Regions from separate parts of the Sus scrofa genome. Here region 2 is linked to region 1. The links are chromatin contacts, called in public Hi-C maps. All regions are on one chromosome and are shown on one strand. The core of a region is the stretch at or near the end of the contact, and the rest is flanking DNA. Distances in the headings are between cores, read along the strand shown.

Region 1 (5,292 bases), core at 1,648-4,147:
CCCTGCCACAAAAGCACCGCTAGCTCCTTGTTTACAGATGGGAAACCGTGGGTGAAACGAGTCGCTCGGAGCCACGCAGCTAGGAAAGGGGCTGTGGCTGCAAGCTGGCAGCCGCAGGGTTCCCGCCTGGCTCCCTAACCTCTATTAACTAGCCCCCAGCACCTTGCTTTCTGGAACTTGGGGAGCAGGGCCTGTGCCTTCTGGCGAGGTGCTTTATGCAGGGCGCGCTCGGGAACATGTTCTGAACTGAATGCCTCAAACATTCATTTGCATCCTTGACATAATGTACCAAGGCAACTGGTTTTCTCAGAACAGAGACTTAGTTCATTGGGTGGTTTGCTGGCCTGTATCTCTTATTTTGCTCTTCATTGACCAGTGGCTTGAGCTGACGGACAGGTGTGGCCTTTCAAAAACAAACAGGCTGTAAATGCTAAGTGGTCCCACACCACCAACTGGGCTCCGGTGGGTCCAGACACGGGGTGTGCGTGTGTGCGTGTGCGTGTGGTGGGGTCTCTGTAGGAGAGGATCTGAGGAAATAGATACACCAGCTTAATTTGTGTCAGGACAAATTAGAGCAAGACAGGAACCAGGAGCAGAGAATCAGAGGGGAGGTGGCTCCTGGAGGATTGGGAACAGCTCTGCAGAGAAAATGGGCCTGGGGCTGGCTGGAGGCTGGCAGGAAGACAAAGCCCCTCAGTTAAAGCAAGAACAGTTTCTAGAACTTCTTGTTCTTGTGTAGCTGGTGGCAGAAAAAGGTTTTCCTTAAATGCTCCCCACTAAGCACGTTGGCTGATGTCTGCGCGCATCCTCCGTACCAGGCATTCCAGACGCACCTGTGCCTTGAGTGGGTTACCTCCTTGGGGACCGTCCACATGGCGGGTCTTGTCATACCCTTGTCACAGTTGAAACAAGTTTTGAGTGGTTCTGGGATGGGGGGGCGGGGGAGGGCAGAGCAGCAAGCATGGAGCCCAGGCAGCTGGACGACAGAGCTGGGGTGCCCTCGGCGTGGCGCTGGCCTGGTCCCCCGCCCCCAGATGAGGGGCAGCAAAGCAGCAGTTCCTCTCTGGGTTCTTGGTCTGTGCCGGCCCCACCTGGGTTCTCTGGGGAATGCGTGGAGAGAAACAAGGGTAATGCTTTTCCTCTCTCTATTTAGGTAGCACCTGCCTTCCGAGAGCTGACAGAACGCTGAGGGTAAGTCCTGGGCCTGGATCCAGGTCAGTGGGATGCATGTGGGTCGCCTTCAGGAGCATCTGCTGTAGAGCTTAGCAGCCTGGCTCGTCAGTTCCGGAGCACAATAAATAAAAAAGGGCCAAGCTCTGATTTCTGGAAAATATAAGCCGTCTTTGTCTGTTCCCAACTCTCTTGCTTGTCTGGGTTTTCACGGGAAAGCAGTTGGCCAGCCTCAGCAGGAGGCCCTACTTCTGGAAGGGCCTCGCCTATAGGGGGTGAGGGCTGGGGCCCCCCCCCAGGTCCGCAAGAAGCATCTGCAGGGCAGGGCGGCCTCTGAGAAGACCCCTTGAGTCAGTGTGGAGAGCAGGCCGCTGGGCTCAGGAAGTGGCTCTGTCCACTGGCTGGGAGAGCACTTGACCCGCGTGCCAGACAGTGACGCTCAGCCTTGGGAGTCACGGTGACGAAGGGCTGAAGGCTGACTTGTCCCTCCTTCCCCGACATAGCTTGTTCTGTGTGCCACTGCTGCCCTGTAAACCTCCTGTGCTAAGGTCTCCCCTCGCACAGGAAACTCTGCTGATCGCGCTGAGCCCAGGGCATCTCAGCCTGAATGCCAAGCGAGGCGCTCGTGACCGGTGTCCACCCGAAGGTCCCGTCTGTCTCTGGCGGCTGGCTGGGGAGAGCGTCCCAGCTGGACATGATGCTGGCTCTGTCTCGTGTCCCGCCTGCATTTCAGACACTGATCCGCTCTTCCCTCCACCACAGGCAGGCCAGCTGCTACCCCCGGTTCACAGCCAGGTGCCCTGGGAACTGTGTGGCTCGGGGACAACTGCCCAGAGCTCAGGTCCAGTGCTCAGCATGAGGACTCCTTTGTTTGGGGATTTTTCTCGGGTGACCCCTCCGGAGCCAGAAGCCGTTTTCCTCTCCGAGATGTTCCATCGCCCTTGCTTGTCCCAGGTCTTGGGCCAGCAGTGGCCGTCTTCCACTCTGGGAGTGAGTCTGCTGGGAAAGGCGGGCCGAGTGTACGGCAGGTGGGGACGGTGGAGACAGCTCCGGACCTTTGACAGACCCCACCCTCCGCAAAGTTTCCACCTCCTGTCCGGGCTGATAGAGCTGAGCATTGCTCCTTTTCCTGGCATCCCTGTGAGGAGGAGAGGGGGCCACTGGCGGGAGGCTCCCCAAAGCAACTCTCTTGTGGAGCTGAGAAATGGGGGCCCAGGGAAGGCCAATTAGCAGCATCCAAGATTCTGATCCTCCCCCTTTTCCTCAGAGCATCATCTTTTATTGCATGTCTTCCCCAAATCCATCACTAGGAAGGGAAATTTAGTTGCCAGGAAGGGCCCCCTTCTCCGAGGTCGTCTAATTAGTTAAAGCATGTTTGGTTCCTCAGTCCTGAAGTCCCACTCAGTCCCTGGAGCTTTGCTTAGTTACGGTCACTAAGACTCTGCCATTGAAGGTCCCTGCCCTCCCCTGTCCTCCTTCTGTCTCCTTGGTGACCCTGGAGGGAGGTGGATGAAGCCTCTGGGTCAGCTCAACCCCACGGCCCCCGCCCCTCACCTCTTTTTCCTGATCTGCCTGCAGGCCAGAGAAGCAGGAGGGGGCTGGGATGCCAAGGCCGCTCGCGTACGTTTCCACCAGCTGTATGTGGAATGGGGCCAGACTCCACATGTGGCAGCTCCTCTCCTGACCGACATCCGTCCCCGCCTGAGGCCTCGGGAAAATTCCATGATGTGGCTGTGCTGAGTCATGCTTAGTGTCTGAGGATCCGTATGTCACCTTTCGCGTGTCTGTCACTGGTCAGCCCTGGGTCTGGGAAAGGCTGCAGCTTCCACAGCAGCCGTGATATCCTGCTGCTGATCCTTTCTGTTTACCCACTGCTGTGTGCCTCTCCCGAGTGCTTTGACTGCTGTGCCGTTTATCAGTATATCATTGATTAATATTAAATACTAAGTGGATTACTTATTCTGGAAAATATTCTTCTCATGAATGAAGAAACTGAGGTTTGGAGAGACTAAGTGACTTGGAGAATTTTGGGTGACTGGCGAGTGGCAAGTCTGGGTGAGATTTTTGATGATATCTCACTCCCACACACCCCCCCTTGTGGTTTCTTGTGTAATGCAAAGATTATTCAGAAGATACTTTGGTTGAAAAAAATGATTTTCAATTTGTTCAAGTTACAAACTCAAAAAAAAACTCACTCTTTAAGGGCTAGACTTTTCCATTTAGCTTTTAAGTATAGCCTACAAATCTTTTCTGTTCTTTTTTTTTTTTTTTCTCTTTTTGATTCTAGAAAATTTTAACAATCACTTTAAGGGGCCCTTTGGTTAATACTGATCCATTTGCAAGATTAACTCATTGGAAAATTCCAGATCGAGTTTATGAATGACGTTCAACTTCCTTTAATTAATACTTGCAAGTGTCTGATTAACAAAATCTTTAATACTTCAGTATTCCTGTAAATCTAATAATTTAAATGGACTCAGTTTTTCTTAAGCATTCCTGTGTTGTTTTATGTTTTATTATTGACGCAGCTTTATTGAGGTATTTTTGACAGAATAAACTGCACATATTTTAAGTGTATGCTTTATGTTTTGACATATGCATATACTTGTGAAATCATAACTGCAATTAGGACAGTGATTATCCCAAAGCATCCCCACGCCCCTGGGCAATCCCTCCCTCCCTCATGCCCCTTGGCAATTCCTCTTTGCCTCCCTCACCCACATGCAACCCTGAACTGTTTTCTGTTACTATAGATTAGGTTGCAATTTCTGGAATTTTCCAGAAGCGGAATCATGTAGTGTGCATTCCTTTTTGGTCTGGCTTCATTTACTCGGCATAATTATTTTGGAATTTGTCCATATTGTGTGTACCAATAGTTCCTTTCATTGCTGAGTAATATTCCATTAGCGGAAATTCCACAAGTTGTTTCTCCACTCACCTTTTGTTGGTCATTTTCGTTGTTTCCAGTTTTTGGCGATTCTAAATAAAGGTGCTCTGAGCCTCTGTGTACAGGTCTTTGTATGGGCATGTATTTCCTTTTCTCTTGGGCAAAGGTGTAAGAGCGGAGCGGCTGGATCGTGTGGTAGGTGTGTGTTTGACTTAAACTGCCCAGCCGTCTTCCAAAGTGGCTGCACCATTTTACATTCCCGCCCACCAGCAACGGATAAGAGTTCTGGTTTCTCCACATTCTCACCCACACTGGATATGACCAGTCTTTCATTTTAGCTGTTCTAAAAGGTGTGTAGTAGTATCTCATGGTGGTTTCAATTTGAATTTCCCTGGTGACCAATGATGTTGAGCATCTTTTCATATGCTTATTGGTCATCTGAAATACTGATTTTTTTTGCATTTTTTAAGGGCTATACCTGCAGCATATTGAAGTTCCCAGGCTAGGGGTCGAATCAGAGCTACAGCTGCCAGCCTACACCACAGCCACAGCAATGTGGGGATCCGAGCCATGTCTGCAACCTACACCACAGGTCACAGCAATGCCGGATCTTTAACCCACTGTGAGGCCAGGGATCAAACCCGCATCCTCAAGGACACTAGTCTGATTCACCTCTGCTGCGCCTCAACAGGAACTCCCTGAAATACTGATTTTAAACTTAGTCAAATTCCAACTTAAAAATCCCAAGCTTAAGAGTTTGCTTGTGGTTTAGCAGGTTAAGGATCCCGCATTGTCACTGCAGTGGCTCAGGTCACTGCTGTGGTGTGGGTTTGATCCTGGCCTCAGAACTTCCACATGCCATACCCATGGCCAAAAAAGTTTTTTCAAAAAAATCCGAGCTTAAACCAATTATTCATTTACTAACTCATTACTCTGAACAGACCAAATTCCCTTGAACATTAAAACACATTCAAGATGGAGTTCCCTTTGTGGCTCAGTGGTTAATGAATTAGACTAGGAACCATGAGGTTGCGGGTTCGATTCCTGGCCTTGCTCAGTGGGTTAAGGATCCAGTGTTGCCGTGAGCTGTGGTGTAGGTTGCAAACTCGGTTCAGATCCCATGTTGCTGTGGTTTTGGCATAGGCTGGTGGCTACAGCTCTGATTAGACCCCTAGCCTGGGAACCTCTGTATGCCGTAGGAGAGGCCCTAGGAAAAGGCAAAAAGACAAAAAAAT
Region 2 (5,292 bases), core at 743-3,242, 51 kb after region 1:
CATGGAGGTTCAGCTACATGGGTGTGACAGGCCGTTGGGTTGGCGTGTAACTCAGTCTCCAATCCCTCCCCTCCACATGGGAGGGGGAGGTTGGTCTGAAAGTGCCAGACTTCTAGCCACATGGTTGGCTCCTCTGGCAGCCTGCCCCATCCTGAAGCTACCTAGGGCCCCACGGGGAGTCACCTCATTAGCATAACCCCAGGTGTGATGGAAAGGGGCTCATTTTGAATGAGAAAAGTTGCTCCTTTCTCCCTTAAGACTCAGGAAGTTCCAAGGGTTTTAGGAGCTCTCTGTCAGGACCCAGGGACCCGCCTCACTCAGTGGATCAAGGATCCAGCATTGCCCTGAGCTGGTGTAGGTGGCAGACTCAGCTCGGATCCCGGGCTGCTGTGGCTCTGGCGTAGGCTGGCAGCTGCAGCTCTATTTCAACCTCTAGCCTGGGAACTTCCATATGGTACAAGTGCGGCCCTACAAAAAGGGGGAAAAAAGAGGAAGGAAGTGAGGGACAATATTGTTAAATATAATTTTCAAGTTACAGCTCAATAGGGTTGTCAGGTGGGATCATATCCAGCTCATAAGTGTAGGAGAGGACCTGGCCTGTGCCTCGTCCCAGGCCTGGCACTTGACAGACAAGTGTAGCCATCATTCATGAGTGTTGTTTTTGTGGTTTCTGTAAGACGTGACCTCTTCCCACAGAGAAGGGTGGGTGGCGCTGAGCAGGCCTCCCGGGGGACTGAGAAAATGGGAACAGCAATCTGTCGTCCAAGGCTTTCCTCACTGATTTACTACCTTGGTCCTAAAACCCTGTTTTTCCAAAAGTCTACAGTTCCCTGCCGGGCTGCCCCTGCCTTCCTGGAGCACTTCCTCACTCCTCCACGTTGAGGAGGAAGCATCACGTTCAGTGAGCTCGCCCTGCTGTGGGGGAGCGGAAGGCGGGTCTGGGCACAGGAGAGCCTGCTGAGCAGGCCAAGGGCCTGCGTTGTCCGGTTGTCACTGGGTTGTCACTGCTGGAGCTCCTGGGGCCACCCCGCTGCTCTGCCCTCACAGGGCCGGCCCTGTGGGGACAAGGCCAGTGCCAGTCTGTGAGCCTCGGGTCATCTCTGCGGAACTTCACCCCCAGGGAGGTTTCTGCCCCACTCTGCTGGGCGTGAAGCTGGGCTCCCACCTCCACAGGCATCAGGACGGATGAGACAGTTAGCCCGGGGGGCGGGGGGGGAAGGCTGTGCTGGTGAGGAGATAGGATGCGGATGTGACGCTGATCGGGCTGGCCCAGGAGGAGGCCCTCACCCAGTGATGGAATGCCCCGGGGTGGCCGGGGCGGGCATGATGGTCAGGGAGGCACAGCTGGAGGTTGGCAGGCAGCAGGGAGAACCTACATAGGACGGCAGGTCTGAGATCTGCCCACAGGGGCTCCTGGGGAGCAGGGCCATCACGGAGGTGCCCCTTGGGAAGGTGGGCAGAATGGAATACGAGTGCTTTGGGCTTTGAGACCGTGGCCACGCTTCTTATCCTGAGTTTCCGTTTCCTTACTCACAGAGCTGGGGCCATACTACTCACCTTGCAAGGTTTTGGTGGTTAAATGAGAGAATGTGAGGCCCTTTGTGCAGTGGGTGGCACTCGGTGGCAAGCCCAGGCAAGAGGCATCTGTGCTCCTGAACTTTGCCAGGTGCCTGTGGTCACTGGGATGAAACCAGCAGGAGCGGGTGCCCAGGACCCCGTCGCTGGGAGGCCTCTGGCCAGTTTTGGTGCTCGAATTCCAGAGCAGGGTGAAAGGTCTGATCAGGGGGCCACAGAGGCACGTCTTCCTGGGGAGTCAAGTACAGCCACAGTCAAGGTCATGTCCTGTCTGGGTCGCTGTTTACTTTGCTCCTTCCAGGAACCAAGGCCATTTGTCACTGAATTCCCGTCCATCCCCTCGGTTCACGGACTCTGAGCGTTGGTGAGCAGTTCACCAGAGAACCAGGTTTTCTCAGTGAGGTTCCATAGCGCCGGCCTTTACAGGAATGTTTGGGGGCTGGGCGTTTGGCAGAATAGCAGTAAAGGCTGGCCAGGAATGGCTGACGTCACACTTTGATTCTGAGGAGCTGAATTCATCAGCCAAGGCAAACGAGGCTCCCAGCAGGGGAGGATGAGGGCCCCAGGGATGAGCAATGGAGGGAAGTCATTATTACATCCAGGCTTGAAGGGGTCGGGAGAGGAAATGGTGTTTCCTCCAGGCTCCAGGAAGGGTTGACAGTCCCAAGGCAGGACTGTGGCACCTAAGCCGGTAGAGCTGGGAAGCCTATAGCCCACGTTCTCTCTCCTCCTGCCCATGCCTCCAACAGCTGACCCTGCAGGACCCCAGCTGGTGAGGGAGCCAGGCGCCTGCATCCACAGGCCTCAGCTTCCCCGGTGCAGAGCAGAGAAGGGGGTGCGTGGAGAGTAACTAACCAGGAAAGGCTGGATCTGGGGGACTCTTGGACTCGGCAGGCGTGGCAAGAGGAGTGCGAGCCTGGTCGCTAAGGGTCGTACAGCTGCTGCTTGTTTGGAAAGGGCTCTGTCCAAATAAGAGTCAGTCACCAGCTTCAGATTTATCATCAAGGGCAATTAGGAAAGATAATGAAAGGCATACAGATTGGAGAGGAAGAAATAAAAGTATCTTTATTTGCTGCTGACGTGATCTTGTATAGGAAAATCTAAGGAATTCACTAAAAATCTATTAAAACTAATAAAGGAGGAGTTCCCATCGTAGTGCAGCAGAAATGAATCCAACTAGGAATCATGAGGTTGTGGGTTTGATCCCTGGCCTCCCTCAGTGGTCGATGATCCGGCGTTGCTGTGAGCTGTGGTGTAGGTCGCAGACATGGCTCGGATCCCGGGTTGCTGTGGCTGTGGTGTAGGCCTGAGCCTGTAGCTCTGATGAGACCTCTAGACTGGGAATCTTCATATGCTGCAGGTGTGGCCCTAAAAAGCAAAAAAAAAAAAAAAATCAACTGTATACAAGTAGCAGTGAACAATCTGGAAATGTACAATATCATCAAAAAGAATACTATGCCTAGGAATAAATTTAACAAAAGAAGTATAAAACTTACAAGAATATAAAACATTGTTCAAACTATTACATAGATACGCAGTGAGGTTCTGCTGTATAGCACGGGGAACTATATCCAATCGCTGTGACAAAATCTATGACATCTCATAGAAGATAATATGAGAAAAAGAATGCATATATATGTATAACTGGGTCAGTTTGCTGTACAGTAGGAATTGACAGAACGTTGTAAATCAACTATAATAAAAAATTAAAAAAAATTGTTGAAAAAAATGAAAGAGGAGTTCCCGTCGCGGCTCAGAGGAAACGAATCTGACTAGCATCTATGAGGATGCAGGTTCGATCCCTGGCCTTGCTTAGTGGGTTAGGGATTCGGCGTTGCCGTGAGCTGTGGTGTAGGTCATAGACACAGCTCGGATCTTACTTTGCTGTGACTGTGGCATAGGCCAGCTGCTACTGCTCCTAGCCTGGGAACCTCCATGTGCCTCGGGTATGGCCCTAAAAAGACAAAAAAGAAAAAAGAAAGAAAAGAAAAAAAATGAAAGAAAACCTAAATAAATAAATGGACTCTCTGTGTTCATGGATGAGAAGAGTTAATATTGTTCAGATAGCAGCACTCCTGATCTTGATCTACAGATACAATGCAGTACAGTATCCTTCACAATTTCAGCTGCCTTTAATTGCCGATGACAAGATGGTCCTAAAATTCCCCATGGAAATTCAAGGGAACAAGACAGCCAAAAGAATCTTGAAAAAGAACACACACACACACACACACACACACACACGGGAGTTCCCGTGGTGGCGCAGTGGTTAACGAATCCGACTAGGAACCATGAGGTTGAGGGTTCGATCCCTGCCCTTGCTCAGTGGGTTAAAGATCCGGCGTTGCCATGAGCTGTGGTGTAGGTCGCAGACGCGGCTCGGATCCCGCGTTGCTGTGGCTCTGGCGTAGGCTGGTGGCTACGGCTCCGATTCGACCCCTGGCCTGGGAACCTCCATATGCCGAGGGAGCGGCCCAAGAAATGGCAAAAAGACAAAAAAAAAAAAAAAAAAACAAACAAACCTCAGAGGACTCATGTTTTCTAATTTCAACACTTACTACAAATCTGCAGTAATCAGGACAGTGTGGTGCTGGCATAGGGACAGACATGCAGATCAATGCAAGGGAATTGAGGGCCCAGAAATAAACACTCACATTTCTGGTCTGTTGATTTCTAATAAGGGTGTCAAGATAATGGGGAAAGAAGAGTCTTTTCCACAAATTGTGCTGAAACACCTGGATATCCACTTGCAAAAAAATGAAGTTGGACCCCAACCTCATACAACATAAAAAATTCAAAATGGATCAAAGACATAAGCATAAGAGCTAAAATGGTAAAACTTTCAGAAGAAAACATAGTCATAAATCTTTGATTTTGGGTTAGGCAGTGGTTTCTCAGATATGACCGCCAAAACACAATAACATTTTATAAATAGATAATTGGATCTTCATTGACATTAAAAACTTTAGCAAAGGACACAATCAAGAAAGTAAAAGGCAACTCAAAGAATGGGAGAAGCTCTTTTTGCCTCCAGCTGCCGCAGCGGGAGGAGCTGGCATCATGGATGGTGGTGCAGAGCTGTGCCAGCTTCCTTTTTTTTTTTTTCCTCCAGAATTGTTAAGTGTATATTTTATTTCTCAAAGAACAAGGGACCGTATCAACTTCTTTTTTTACGTTTTTAAAAATGTTTTCCTTATCAAGTAATCTTATTGTAATAATTGCTATTTCCCCAATACCTTTTTTTTCTACTGTACAGCATGGTGACCCAGGTACACCTACATGTACACATTCTATTTTCTCACATTATCATGCTCATCATAAGTGACTAGACATAGTTCCCGGGGCTACACAGCAGGTGCTCCAGCTTCCTAATCAAGAGGAAACAAGCAGACGTACAAGCACCGAACCCCATAACCTGAAGACTCGCAACTCCTTCCGCTGCAGCGGGCTGATTCACCACAAGACTGCGGGCGTGGAGCCGGTGGCGGACGGCAAAAGGGGTCGTGGTGGTGATGAAGTGGAGATCCAGGCAGCGAAAGCGGCCACTGCCTACGTGCCGACCACCGTCAACGAGGACGCCCAAGCCACTCTTGGCAGCATCTGGCACATGATCCGAAAGAACAGGTGCCGTCCGGATGTGCGCATGCCCAGCATCTGCGGCGCCAGTGCCACCCCGCGCAGCCAGAAGCCTGTGACTGTGAAGAGGAAGCCCACCCG

What was found. A called contact is a pair of places that touch in the nucleus more often than the background predicts.
Region 2: a contact with region 1 is called in a Hi-C map of liver, with 3 times the contacts expected there. The contact joins two enhancer-like sites. A contact is called at or near these places in 1 of 5 promoter capture datasets (liver) and 9 of 47 Hi-C or Micro-C datasets (brain, embryonic fibroblasts, liver and 2 more).

What each region holds. Positions count from the first base shown.
Region 1 is chr2:5,484,459-5,489,750 of Sscrofa11.1, forward strand. It overlaps LOC100514211 (a long non-coding RNA gene), which reads left to right. Exons shown (of 4, transcript XR_001303139.2): 2 at 1,154-1,191; 3 at 1,933-2,198; 4 at 2,749-4,181. Among named protein-coding and RNA genes, the nearest start is that of C2H11orf86, 18 kb to the left of the region's middle. Within about 2 kb of position 2,898, at least 33 of the 83 cell types and tissues checked have an H3K27ac peak or open chromatin away from gene starts, as enhancers often do. A contact at or near this core is called in liver, where this site is marked.
Region 2 is chr2:5,536,374-5,541,665 of Sscrofa11.1, forward strand. It overlaps the pseudogene LOC110259301. Among named protein-coding and RNA genes, the nearest start is that of PC, 28 kb to the right of the region's middle. Within about 2 kb of position 1,993, at least 23 of the 83 cell types and tissues checked have an H3K27ac peak or open chromatin away from gene starts, as enhancers often do. A contact at or near this core is called in liver, where this site is marked.